Linked DNA regions of Mus musculus: regions 2, 3 and 4 are each linked to region 1. A link is a contact called in public Hi-C and HiChIP or PLAC-seq data. All regions are on one chromosome and are shown on one strand. Each heading gives the region's core, a stretch centred on a gene start, on an enhancer-like site or on the middle of the called end of the contact. The rest is flanking DNA. Distances are from core to core; before and after follow the strand shown.

The links. Hi-C and Micro-C count contacts between places; a contact is called where the count stands out from the background. HiChIP or PLAC-seq counts read pairs in DNA pulled down with a chosen protein or histone mark.
Region 2: a Hi-C map of bone marrow-derived macrophages shows a contact between it and region 1, with 27 read pairs. The contact joins two enhancer-like sites. A contact is called at or near these places in 5 of 39 promoter capture datasets (3T3-L1-derived adipocytes, maxillary cranial neural crest, neutrophils and 2 more), 4 of 484 Hi-C or Micro-C datasets (bone marrow-derived macrophages, motor cortex, muscle stem cells and 1 more) and 16 of 115 datasets of contacts at active chromatin or transcription factors (bone marrow-derived macrophages, craniofacial prominence, double positive thymocytes and 12 more).
Region 3: an H3K4me3 HiChIP or PLAC-seq map of bone marrow-derived macrophages shows a contact between it and region 1, with 6 times the contacts expected there. The contact joins two enhancer-like sites. A contact is called at or near these places in 1 of 15 datasets of contacts at CTCF or cohesin (embryonic stem cells) and 2 of 115 datasets of contacts at active chromatin or transcription factors (astrocytes and bone marrow-derived macrophages).
Region 4: an H3K4me3 HiChIP or PLAC-seq map of microglia shows a contact between it and region 1, with 7 times the contacts expected there. The contact joins two enhancer-like sites. A contact is called at or near these places in 9 of 39 promoter capture datasets (the C10 cell line, the HPC-7 cell line, cranial neural crest and 6 more), 2 of 15 datasets of contacts at CTCF or cohesin (the NIH/3T3 cell line and large pre-B cells), 1 of 484 Hi-C or Micro-C datasets (bone marrow-derived macrophages), 11 of 115 datasets of contacts at active chromatin or transcription factors (T-cell acute lymphoblastic leukemia, bone marrow-derived macrophages, craniofacial prominence and 6 more) and 3 of 9 other capture datasets (adipose tissue, embryonic stem cells and liver).

The regions. Positions count from the first base shown.
Region 1 is chr10:99,597,734-99,601,144 of GRCm38.p6, reverse strand. No RefSeq gene overlaps it. Among named protein-coding and RNA genes, the nearest start is that of Gm20110, 9.7 kb to the left of the region's middle. Within about 2 kb of position 1,589, at least 65 of the 459 cell types and tissues checked have an H3K27ac peak or open chromatin away from gene starts, as enhancers often do. A contact at or near this core is called in bone marrow-derived macrophages and microglia, where this site is marked.
Region 2 is chr10:99,248,982-99,252,277 of GRCm38.p6, reverse strand. No RefSeq gene overlaps it. Among named protein-coding and RNA genes, the nearest start is that of Dusp6, 13 kb to the left of the region's middle. Within about 2 kb of position 1,602, at least 53 of the 459 cell types and tissues checked have an H3K27ac peak or open chromatin away from gene starts, as enhancers often do. A contact at or near this core is called in bone marrow-derived macrophages, where this site is marked.
Region 3 is chr10:99,328,268-99,331,613 of GRCm38.p6, reverse strand. No RefSeq gene overlaps it. Among named protein-coding and RNA genes, the nearest start is that of Gm34921, 59 kb to the right of the region's middle. Within about 2 kb of position 1,938, at least 8 of the 459 cell types and tissues checked have an H3K27ac peak or open chromatin away from gene starts, as enhancers often do. A contact at or near this core is called in bone marrow-derived macrophages, where this site is marked.
Region 4 is chr10:99,131,725-99,134,830 of GRCm38.p6, reverse strand. The region is part of intron 4 of Poc1b (POC1 centriolar protein B); the gene reads right to left. Among named protein-coding and RNA genes, the nearest start is that of Galnt4, 25 kb to the right of the region's middle. Within about 2 kb of position 1,335, at least 26 of the 459 cell types and tissues checked have an H3K27ac peak or open chromatin away from gene starts, as enhancers often do. A contact at or near this core is called in microglia, where this site is marked.

The DNA of each region.
Region 1 (3,411 bases), core at 340-2,839:
TCCGGCTGCTGGACTGTTTACAAACTATTAGGAGGTATAGCCTTGCTGGAAGAGGTGTGTCACTGGGAGTGGACTTCTGGGTGTTAAACGCCCATGCCAGGACCAGTCTCACTCTCTCTGCCTCCCCCCGGAGTTTGAAATATAAGCTCTTAGCTATTGCTTCTACACTGTGCCTGCCTGGCACTGTGCTTCCTGCCATGCTAAGCATGGATTAAATCCCTAACCCTGTAACCAAGCCCCTGCCCCTTATTAAATGCCATTTTTAAAACTTGCCTTGGTTACAGTCTCTCTTCACAGAAATAGAACAATAAGACAAATCTCATTGCCTTATTTTAGATACACGAAAAATCTTGTTTGGGGGAAGTTGAGTCAGCTATATGGCAAGTGCGGCCAGGGCAAGCACTTGAGCTTTAAAATGTAATCTGGGACCCTCTCCGGTTTGCACTGTCACCCTAGGCGTGTGAGAGATTTAAAAGAGAGAAGAGCATAGGTTTAGGTGAAAAGAAACTTGATTTAATCTAAAGACCCGGTGACAACAGCAGGTTAGATAATGTTCTTGATTCTCAGTTTTCCCATTTGTAAAATAACACTCAGAGATACTCTGCACTATTTATTTGATGACATTACTTGTCTCTCAAGAATAATGGGAATATGGCATTAAAATACAGGCCCTGACATGCACATACTTAGATTCACCATGCCTGGGTATCACTGCTAATTTCAGGGCTACCCTCAGCTCTTCCTCACAGACAAATTGGATATATATTTTTAACTTGCCAAAAATCACTGAGTCTTGGCTCAATTAAACTAGTACATCCAATGTGAGGAGGGATTCCAAGGAAAGCGCGGCATTCCCTTCTCTCCTGTGAATACAACAGATTTGTAAGCCTTCCTTTGCTTTCTTGAGTCCCAAACAGAAACCGGCACAAAGGTCAGTTCTGTCTATTAGAGACATAAGAAAAGGCAATTAACTTTAGGGACCCTTGCTGAGGAATCGCAATCATGTTCAAATGTTCATTTGGATCTACCCAGCCAAGACTCACAAGAACAGAGTGCCTCCAAATTGAACACAGAGCCCCCCAAAATGCTAGGCAAACCCATCTGTTATTAGACGCGTTCTCACGCCCGGCCAGGAAAGATGCAACAGACCAGAATCTTCTGCGGCAAAACTTTATTGCTTACATCTTTGGGAGCCAGGAGAGCAAGCGCCCAGCGCCCAGCCCCAAAAACGAAAGCCCCTCCAAATAATTTTTAGGAGCCAGAGCTCCGGCGCGCCAAAGCGCAGAGCGTGCTCTATTGTTTACATCTTTAGGCAGCGAGCGAGCGCAGGGCGCGCAGAGCCAGAGAGATGCCAGCGAGAGAGAATGGCGGAAAACCCCGTCCCCTTTAAGGAGGAGTGACCCTTCACTTAGGACGCATCACTCCCTGATTGGCTGCAGCCCATGGCCGAGCTGACGTTCACGGGAAAAGCAGAGTACAAGTAGTCGTAAATACCCTTGGCACATGCGCAGATTATTTGTTTACCACTTAGAACACAGGATGTCAACGCCATCTTGTGACGGCGAATGTGGGGGCGGCTCCCAACACCCATCTGTGCTCCTTTAAAACTACAATGGTGCTTATAATCTCTCAAAGGAGCTGTCATGGCTCTGCTCAATACCACTGTCTTTAGTAAGCGATAGTCATGTTTAGAAAGAGAAGGGCCAGTTAATGTGTTTTCTTGTGAGCCTCTGTTTACTGGTATATCTTTGACATTCGTAAAAAGGAATTTGAGAGGAAAATACTCTTTACCTTATGGGATACTGGTCTTCTAAAGTTCTATTCTTTGATGGCTTCGTGTGTGTGTGTGTGTGTGTGTGTGTGTGTGTGTGTGTGTGTGTGTGTAAAATGTATTCCAGGAAATGTTTGTTCTTCATTTTGTGAGTAAAGAATCCTCCCACATGTTTGTTGTGACCTAATATTAATACATCATCTTAACCTATCTGATATCTCTGCTAAGTTTTAACATGCCTATAATTTATGAAAGGGTGAATTAAATTTTAAAAATCTGTTGATTTGCCTGCCTATCCCTGGAGTTCCATTAAGTTGCAAGGCATCCGTATGGTCATTGTATTAGGGTTTCTATTTCTGTGAAGAGACACTATGACCACAGCAACTCTTATAAAGGAAAACATGTCATTGGGGCTGGCTTACTTTTCAGAAGTTTAGTCCATTGTCATCATGGCAGGAAGCATGGCAGCATGCAGGCAGACACAGTGCTGAGGAAGTGGGTGAGAGTTCTACATCTGTATTCAAAGTCAGCGTGAACAGAGAGTGACATAGGGCCTGGCTTGAGCACCTAAAGCTAGTGACATACTGTATTGGCTGGTTTTGTGTGTCAACCTGAGAAAGCTGGAGTTATCACAGCGAAAGGAGCCTCCCTTGAGGAAATGCCTCCATGAGATCCAGCTGTAAGGCATTTTCTCAATTAGTAATCAAGCGTGGGAGGGTCCACAGTGGGTGGTGCCATCCCTGGGCTGATGGTCCTGGATTCTATAAGAAAGCAAGCTGAGCAAGCCAGTAAGAAACATCCCTCCATGGCCTCTGATTCTGCCTCCAAGTTCCTGCCCTGTGTGAGTTCCTGTCCTGACTTTCTTTGGTGATGAACAGCAGTGTGGAAGTATAAACTGAATAAACCCTTTCCTCCAGTAGTGGCTATTCCTGGTTGTCAACTTAACTATATTTGGAATGAACTACAATCCAGAATTGGAAGGCTCACCAGTGACCCTTATCTGGAGGCTGGGAGATAGAAGTTTCTGATCTGGATCTTGGTATGGAGACCTTGAGGCATAGTGGCTACAGATCCCAGAAGATTAAATCTCCGAGTTCAAGGTCATCTGGGATTAAAGGTGTGGTGGAACACACCTTTAATCTGGGCTACACATTCTGCTGGAGACAATATAAGGACATTGGAAGAAGGGAGTCTTGCTCTTGCTCCCTTGCCTGCTTGCCTGTGGGACTGAGTAACTGCTAGATCGTTGGACTTCCATTCACAGCTACTACTGAACCATTGCTGGGAATTGTACTGCAGACTGTAAGTCATCAATAAATTCCTTTACTATATAGAGACTATCCATAAGTTCTGTGACTCTAGAGAACCCTAACTAGTACACCTCCCCAACTTGCTTCTTGGTCATGATGTTTTCTGCAGGAATACAAACTCTGACTAAGGCACACACTTTCTCCACAACAAGGCCACACCTACTCCAACAAAAGCCACACTGCCTAATAGTGACAGTAGAGCCTATGGGGGTATTTTCATCCAAACCACCAGTCATGACATCCACTTCATTTCACAAAAAAAATATATAATCTATATATATATATATGTGTGTGTGTGTGTGTGTGTGTGTCTGTATGTATGTGAATATG
Region 2 (3,296 bases), core at 353-2,852, 350 kb after region 1:
TCACTGGGACTGACTTCCATGTTCAGAAGTTCAGTCCATTATTATCATGGTGAGAAGCATGGCAGCCTACAGGCAGACATGCTGCTAATGGAAGCAAGAGTTCTACATCTTGATCTGCAAGCAGCAGAAGGGGACTACCCCACACTGGGCAGACCTTGAGCATAGGAGACCTCAAAGACCACCCACATACTGACAACACTTTCTCCAACAAGGCCACAATAAGGTCACAGCTCCTAATAGTGCCATTCCTATGGCCAAGCATTCAAACACATGAACCTACGGGACCTAACCTATCAAACCACCACAAGAAGGGAAATGTATTTGGAGTTACAGTTAGAGAGATACTAGGCTGGAGAGAATGCTCAGCAGGTAAGAACACTGACTTTTCTTCCAGAGGACCTGGGTTCAATTCCTAGCACCTACACGTCATTTCATAGCTGTTTATAACTCCATTCCCAGAGGATATCCCAGAGGACACCCTCACACAGACATCCATGCAGACAAAAGGCCAGTATACATTAAAATGTAACAGATAATACTTTTAAAGAGATCTTAGGTGGTGATCAGCTGGCTTTGTTGCTCTGGCACAGGTGATAGGCAAAGCATCATGGGAGAAAACAAAGAAGAGAATGCTCACTTCTTGGTGGTCAAGGAAGAAAGAGGGACAGTAATAGGTTGGGCTCCTGTTATCTCCTTCAAATGTGCACATCCAGTGATCTAACTTAACCCAGCTCCACTTCCTAAAGTCTCCACCATCTCCCAATGTCTCCCCAGGCTAGAGAGGAACCCTTCAACACACAGCCTTTGAGAGATATTCAAGATCCAAACCATAACCCCCAGGGATAAGAAAAGGAAGGCGCTCTACCGGAGAGAAATGCACGAGGCTCTTTGGGATGGACATACATGATCATTGCAGTTTGGCTGAGCAGTGTCGGAGTAAAAGACTGGGAAGGAACGTGAGTGAGGGAGGCAGCTTAGGATCCCGGAAATGGGCTTTAAACACCAAGCTAAAGAATTTGCGCTTGAGATTCCCGCACGGACTCCCCAGTCAGAGGTGTGTGACAAAGAAGTGTGACATGGTTTTAGGATATAATTCTGGTAACTGTGGGGGTGAGTGCAGCTCGGGGAGGAGAGAAACTGCGGGCAGAGAAACCGACTAGGAAGCCGGTGCAGTTGTCCAGGAAAATGAGGCAACACTGACACGATTGCCCTCCTCCTAAAATAATGTGCTCATCAGCCAGCTTCGTGTTCATCCTTTTATTTCTGAGGCCGGGAGAAAAAAAAATCGCTTAGCTTCTGTGTGACTCAGAATCCCTCCCTAATAATAGAAGATGACAAAATACTTATCTTACCTCATGCAGAGAGTGGTGCTGAAGAGACTCTTGCAATTGTAGCCAGCAAAGGAGAGAAATGTTATTTTAAATGTGAGTCGCAATCATTTCTCTTGGGGAGAAGAAACTGCCACCACCCCCTAATGGTTTATTACACAACATTTTTTTTCCCCAAGCCTACTGAGAGATTGAAGATTGATCCAAACGCATCGGCAGAACCTCTTGGAGGGACCCTTTTGCAGAGACACCGCATAGTCCCTAACCAGGAGGAAGTGACATCTTCCAAAGAGCCTGTTGCTCTCCAGGTGAAAGGGCCCTTGCAGCCCCTTGGTTACAACCACTGTTCTGCAGAGAGAGACATTTGTAAAGAAAGACCTGGCTTTTCCCACTAGGAACAAAGGTGGAATGGACACGGTTCCTATTAGAACTCTCGAAGAATTGTGGGCCGAACGTGGTAGGAGGAAGTTATACAACATCTAAGTTAAGAATCAAGCATAATCTTTTCAGGTTATTCTTTGTCCTTTGCAGCTTGCTGTCCGTCATTATAGTAAAGGACACCTTTGTCAGGCCCTTTCCCGAAGCTACCTTTGGCACCATTAGGAATCCATTGCCCTGGGTCATATGTTATTATCTCTTTGCTCATTTTGATTAGAAGGGGAGGGTCACTTGAACCTATGAGAGGATTCATAACGTACTGAGACTCGTGTGTCTTGTCAAAATGAGTTTGTTTCTACCTTTAAAGAAAAAAAGAGTTATGCTCAGTATTAGTAAGACATTCTGGAGACAGAAAACTAAGTCACGTAGGCACGCTCTGCTCAAGAGAAGAGCAGTTCGGAGCCCAGGCCTGGTGGCCAGTAACAGGCTGGTAACCCTGTAACTTGGGAAGTTGAGGTAGGACAATTCTAAGTCCAGTGCCGGTCTGGGGAACTTCATGTGACCTTGTGGAGCTGTCATTCAATGGTAGATCTGTTGGCCAGAATATCTGAGGCCATTAAATTCATTCCCCAAGTACTAAAAAAATAAAAAGACAAAAGGGAGACAGACTGTGATCCAGGACAGAAGTTACAGTGCTCTTAGAACAGTGTCAGAACTTGAAACTGGAGAGGATGGCTATGTTTGATGACGGATAGGTTCCTAGTACCAAAGACAGATTATCTGACCATAATCAGAGTGTGGGCATCCAAGTATTTCATTTTACATAAGAAAATGAAGTAGGATTTCTGGGTAAGATGGAAGGCTACCGGCTATCTCTGTGTGCCAGTGAAAAGGGGAATTGAAATAATAAAAAAAAAAAAAGATTCTTTCCCAAAGAAGAGCAAAAGACTACTGGGAATCTACAGAGGGAATGAAAGAGTCTCTGAAAAACACAGAGGAGAAAGGTTGGTGATACACCAAGGGGTGAGCTTCGAACACGCAGCTCCCTGGGGGGCAGCAGAAGATGGCTCCACATGCACTCTGTTTCCTTCTAAATGATGCTTCAAGTAGAGTGGGCTGCTCATCAAGATCCCTACATAACCGAAAATGTACAAGTCAACAGATACGTGAACTGCAACACGGAAACAGGAGAAATACCAACGACAGAGTGTCACACTGAAGTAGAGAAAATGCTAAGGTGATTTTAAAAGTAAAAATGGTTAATTATCAGAAAGATGGTTCAAACAAGCAAGTGGATTCAATGGAGGATCTGGAGGAAAGGCAACATTGTATAAGAAAACTTCAGAGGCTGAAGATGGCTCAGCGGATAAGAGCACTGGCTGCTCCTCCAAAAGTCCTGAGTTCAATTCCCAGCACCCACATGGTGGCTCACAACCATCTGTAATGAAATCTGATGTTGTCTTCTGGCCTGCAGGAATACATACAGGCAAACACTGTACACATAATAAATACATAAATAAATCTTAAAAAGAAAAGAAAGATTCAGCAAAGTAGACGAGAAAACTGGCAAAATGAATTAAAAAAAAAAAC
Region 3 (3,346 bases), core at 689-3,188, 270 kb after region 1:
ATAGGTATCATGTCCATTTCTGCTCAGAGAGACAGATGTTCGTGAGCCACCATGAGGTGCTGGCAATCAAATCCAGGTCCTCTGCAAGAGGAGTAAGTGGTCTAACCCACTGAGCTATCCCTCTAACCTCTTATCTAACTTCTTGCTGTATACTTTGATGCATAGTCCACTTTATCCTCTGCATGCCAAAGGAAAGAATGCTGCCTACTTGAATGTGTTCTCTTACATCTACCTACCTATCCAGCTAGGATATTAATTCCGTGTGGGAGGTTTTTGGTGGTGTTTTGTTTTTGCTATCCTATTAGGAGCTTTGAAAAACAATATTTTCATTTCTTTCTTCGGTTCGATTAACACTCGCTGAAACCCTAATGGCATCCAGTGAGAGGTACTCACACTAATTAGATAAACAAATTGATTCTAACCCTGAAAAGCACAGTCATGGCTGATTAATATGATGGTTCCAGGGGTGGTTCTGATGGTTAATGAACACGAGGCAAAGCAGATCCATCACTGCTAATTGAATTCAACACGAATTATGAGGTAGAAAGTCACTGTAACCTTTTTCCCCTTCCATTTCTGATTGCTCTATTTTTAAAGTTTTTTTTTCCTACTTTGCTTCAAATACAGTCTTTTTTTGTTGTTGTTGTTGTGCTTTTTTGTTCTCCCACCCCCTGCCTTCCCCTCCCATTCCTGCAGGAAAACATAAAGAAAATATCAAGCTGCCTGAGTATTTCCACCTGAGAAATTACAGCAATTTTGTTCCATCTCTAGCATTCAAATGATGTTCCTTCCTGTTTAAGTTGGATGGCTTTTCCTTGCAGGGACTGAACGTAATCCTCTGAGCTCTTCCGCTCACATTCTCCACCATGTGTGGTCAATTAAATCCCAGCAGTATAGAGGCGTTTCCATTGAAACCACTCCACTTCCTGGGAAACCGGTGGGGCTTAGATGGGGTTTCTAAGCATCGCTGTAGTTTGCTAGGTACAGGTTCTTTTCAGTAGTCTCAACACGGAGCATGCTGGAGGTAGACGCACCCCACCTCTACTTCTTTTGGTGGTGAACCACCCTTTTAAGCAGCCCCACTGTTTTCCTTAAAGATCCCAGTTATTCCTACTCATCATCGATTGTCTTTATATTCTGCAAAAGCTTTCATGCAAATGTGCACCTGGGTTTTAAAATGAATGAAACATCCAGAAAAGACTATGTAAAAAGGTCTCTAGCGAAATAACACTGAAACACAAAGCAGCCTCTGGAGATAATCATGAGAAGAAAAAACAGAGAGTCAAATGATGAAAAACTATTCTGTACTTATTGTAATGGGAATTGATATTGTTGCTAATAGTGATTTTTAACTCTAAAGCAATTCTTATATATAATAAGATAATCTGATACTTTGTGGTTGTTCTTAGAAAATGTTCCTTATCACCTGAGTTTTGACAAAGAGGCCAGAAATACCCATTGCGTGGGGCAGAGACAGCATCTTCAACAAATGGTGCTGATCAAACAGGATGACTGCATGTGAAGAACACAAATAGATCCATATTTATCATCCTATCAAAACACAACTCCAAACAGATCAAAAATGTCAACATAAGGCCAGATACCCCACATCTGATAGAAGAGAAAGTCATTGGGATAGGAAAAGACTTTATGAACAGAACACCATTAGTATAGGCACTAAGGTCAACAATTAATAAATGGGACCTCATAAAACTAAAGAGCTCCTACATGGCAAAAGACACCATCATTAGGACAAAGTAACAGGCTACAAAATGGAAAATAATTTTTGCCAATTATGTATCTGATAGGGAGCTAATTTCTAAGATTATATAAAGGAAAAAAAACAAAAATGAAAAAATTAGACATAGAGAAAACAGCCCAATTAAAAAATGGGAACCAGGACTAAACAGAGAAGAGGAAGCGCAAGCGGCTGGGAAACATTTAAAATGTTCAACCTCCTTAGTCATCAGGACAATGCAAATCAAAACTGCTTTGAGATATTGTCTTACACCTGTCAGAATGGCTAAGATCAATAAAACTAATTACAATTCATGCTGGCGAGGATGTGGGGTCCGTTAGGGAGATTCATCCATCGCTGGTGGGAGTACGAACTTGTAGACTCACTATGAAAATCAGGGTGGCAGTTCTTCAGAAAGCTGAAAATAATTTACCTCAAGATCCAGTTATCCCACTCTGGACCACATACCCAAATGACTCTGTCCTACTACAGAGACACTTGCTCATCTGTGTTCATTGTTGACCTACTCAAAATAGAAAGAAAAAAAAAAATGAAGCAGCCTAGATATCCATCAACAGATGAATGCATAAGGAAAGTGTGGGACATTTATACAATGGAATATAAAGAAAATCACAGGCTAACAGGTGGAGCTAGAAAGAAATTAATCCTGAATGATGTAACCCACATCCAAAAGAACAAATATGGAATATATAGTTCATATATACAGATGTTAGCTTTTAAGCCCTTAATAGTCACGTTAAATCCATATAACCACAGAGATTAGATATAGATGACGGGAATAAAAACAAGAAAAAAGTATGAGTTACGGAGTGACAAGGACAGGGGGACGGGAGCATGAGGATGAGTGGAGAGAGAGATGACAGAAGGGCGTACAGGAGAGACTATGGGGAGGTACAGCTAGCACTAAAAGCCATTTCAGAGGTCCTATGGAAACCTACTACAGAAGCAGCTCCTTCCAATATATGCAAATATGAAAGAAATCTAAAAGGCATCACCAAATAACAGGGAAGAGAAAGCTTACCCACCGAGTGAAATCTCCAGAGCCAGGAATGGGTTACATCTAAGTTAGCCGTTGGCCAAACGGAACCCAAGGAAACCACTGAATAACTCAGGCTGTTGCCAAGTGTAGTAGTCGGGGTTCTCTAGAGGAATAGACCTGACGGAATGAATGTGCGTATGTCTGCATGCATGCTTGTGTGTGTGTGTGTGTGTGTGTGTGTGTGTGTGTGTGTGTATGTGTGTGTGTGTGTGTGAGTGCGTGTGTGTGCGTCTGTGTGTGTGTGAGTGTGTGTGTGTGTGTGAGTGTGTGAGGAGTGTGTGTGTGAGTGTGTGAGTGTGTGTGAGTGCGTGTGTGTGTGTGAGTGTGTGTGTGTGTGAGTGTGTGTGTGTGTGAGTGTGTGTGTGTGAGTGTGTGTGTGAGTGTGTGTGTGAGTGTGTGTGTGTGTGAGTGTGTGTGTGTGTGAGTGTGTGTGTGTGTGTGAGAGTGTGTGTGTGTGTGAGTGTGTGTGTGTGAGTGTGTGTGTGTGTGTGTGAGTGTGTGTGTGTGTGTGTGTGTGTGTGTGTGTGTGTGTGTGTGTGTGTATGTGT
Region 4 (3,106 bases), core at 86-2,585, 470 kb after region 1:
TGTAAAATAAAATGTTATATATAATAGATGGTGTTAAGGATGCATAATCAGGGCTAGGCAGCGGTGGTGCACGCCTTTAATCCCACACTTGGGAGGCAGAGGCAGGCAGATTTCTGAGTTCAAGGCCAACCTGGTCTACAGAGTGAGTTCCAGGACAACCAGGGTTACTCAGAGAAACCCTGTCTTGAAGAAAAAAAAAAAAAAGGATGTATAATCAACTTCTAGATATTACCAAGGAACACAAAAATAACAGAGTAAATCCAAAATGTCAATAAAGGAGGGAAGAAATGTGGGAGACAAGCAATATTCAGCTGAAAGGAGAGCAGGAAATAAGTGAAATCAACGTAATAAGGAAATAAATACCTTGGCAGGGCGCTCGGCTAATCACAGGACCACTCACTAGCATGTACAGCGTGATCTGAAACTGGCAAGGAGAGATTCCAGCTGTGCACGATGACCCATCCTTACAATCTCAGCACCAGGTAGGCTGAGGCAGGACGAGCGTGAATTTAAGGCCAATCTGGGCACATAGTGAGAACCGTTTCAAAACAAAACAAGATTAAAAAATGCAAAAATTGCAGGTATAACTACTTAGAAATAAAATGACCTTTGGTAGTCCAGTACATAAAATACATTAAATAGATGACCGTTACTACCTTCATTGCATTCACCCAAATTATACATAACGACTTGAGTATCACATAAAAGTGACTCCGGTATAGCTCCAGGAAGAAGTCATGGAACACAAGGGCAATTGATGGCTGTCACTTGCTGATTCACACTATATGAAGGAACTACCCCAACTGTATTCATTCTATTCGAGAGTAGACTGAGGCCCAGAAAGGTTAAGTTGTATGCCTGGGGTCACATGCTTCCTTCTTGTAATGGCTCTGTGTCGTCTGTCTACTCAAACCTGCTGATGGTACTGCATCCCTGAGGGGGGAGTCGACTTCAACAGGAAGAAGGTGCCCAGCAACAGCAAGAGGCAAAGAGCAGTAGCAGCCAGCGTGTCTGCACCCTGGCTACAGGCTTAGCCGACCAGTGGAGCCGATGATTCTGTGTCCTTGGCATGGACACATAAGAGGCTCACTCTCTGAACGAGAAAACTGTTCTTGGAGACTTTCCCAATGAACCCCTCTTGCTTTAGTCCAGGGTTCAGTAAGCAACCTTCTGTACAGTATTCTGACATTGTTGGCAAAGAAGGCCCTAAGGAAGGCCTGCGAAAGGTCTAGAGCCTTTGGCAGCTGGCAGCGCCCGCCATTAGAACTCCGTAAGCTGCTTCCGTTCGGGCTCTGCTCAGTGTTTAAGCACAACTCAGTTCCTGCCGCGCTCTCGCTCCTCAACAGACCGAAATAAGGACCTTAAGCCATAGAGACCTTTTCAGTTCTGCTTTAGGACAATCTCGTCAAGGCTGGGTTCTCAAACAAGATATCCTGAGCAGTCAGGGACTCAATGGCCACCTAGACATTCCTCTTAACATTTCTGTTCTAACGGCAATAAGATGATCCAACATTTAAAAACGGGTATAAAAAGACTGCAAGAGTGCTGGAGAGCAGGCACATGGAAAGTTGCCCTGAGGTGAAATCCATTAACTTTCACCAGATTATTTACCAAGGACTATTCCTCGGGGTGGGGAGGGCCATGCGGTTCCACTAGTCACCCCAAGTAGCATGAAAGCAAGCGGTGTTGAAGGTCCCTCAGAGCCGCAGGTACCAGCAAGCCAAGGTAATCCACCACAGTTGGGTGTGTGAGGAAACACGGTTGGTCTGAGCAGGACTCGGCCAAAGGTTCCAGGAACAGGTGGAGCTGTGTAAATCCTTGGCTAACACGCACACATGATAGATAGGGGGAGTTTCTATTAAAGGCTCACGGAAACAACCTTGTCACAAAGAAACTCTCAAATCCTGCCACCAAAGTTAGCTGAGAGCACAGATCAGCATCTGCCTACACTTGACTTAGCCCACCACATTTCTGGGCAATTATTCTGAGCCCTCCTTAGCCCTAAAGACCGTGGTCCTTGCACTGCAGGGGAACTTTTCAAATGCCCTGTCCAGGTACCCGTGTCACTAGCTTCCTCTGCTCAGTCGGGCTTGGGCTCCAAAGTCAAATTAGTAACTATGACTTCTCCAACCTGGTGTGTGTGTGTGTGTGTGTGTGTGTGTGTGTGTGTGTGTTTTAATGTATTTGCTATTTGTCTCCCTAGGCAGAAGAGGCCCTGCCAGCACAGGGTTGCCCTGTTTCTGCTCCTCTTATACCCACAACAGAATTTGGAACAGCGCCTGGCAAGACAGCGCAGCAAGCTAAAATACTTGTAACTCTTAAGTCTAACAGGGGAGGAGACCTTATGCTAAAAGACTTCCGGGGCACTGGGACAGCAGCAGGCTCCAGCTGTTGCAGAAAGCCCCGCAGAGCAGGATCAGAGGGGAAGGCTTGCAGCAGGTGCAGAGACTCAGGATTCAGCTGTGCTGTGGAGGAGCCCTGCACAGCTGTGCGAAGGCAACTGAATGGTGAAAGGGACAAAGAGTGACAGTTTGTCACAGAAGGAAAACATGAGCCTGGCTAAGGAGCCACCCACGGGTCCAGGCTGGGAAACAGCATGGTTAGATCTGCCTTTTACAGAAGCAGTGACAAGTGCAGAGGTAGGTGTGTGTGTGAGGGAGAGAGAGCATGTGTGAGTGTGCATGCACATGTGTGTGTGTGTATGGTGCATATGTGTGGAGAGGTATTGGAGTGTGTATGCATGTGTGTATGTGTGTATAGCATATGTGTATAGCATATGTGTATATGTGTGCGTATGTGTGTGCGCACGTATACAGAAGATTCTGTGGCACAGAGACCATTGAAAAGATGACCTTATAAGTTCCCATAAGGGCCAACTAAGGCAGTAGGGTTGGATATGGGGACAGACAGGCATTTTCACTGGAAACTGAGTCTCTCCTCCTAGACTCTTCTGCTTCAGCGTCATCTCCCACAGACGCATCTCACATGCACAATCACAAAAGCAAAGAGGAGTACTCCAGCTCTCTCTCCTTTCTCCCTCTCATCCTCTCTGTCAGGGATGACTGTATGCAGAAAGCAGTGCACTCGATTAGAGAGGAAGCCATCT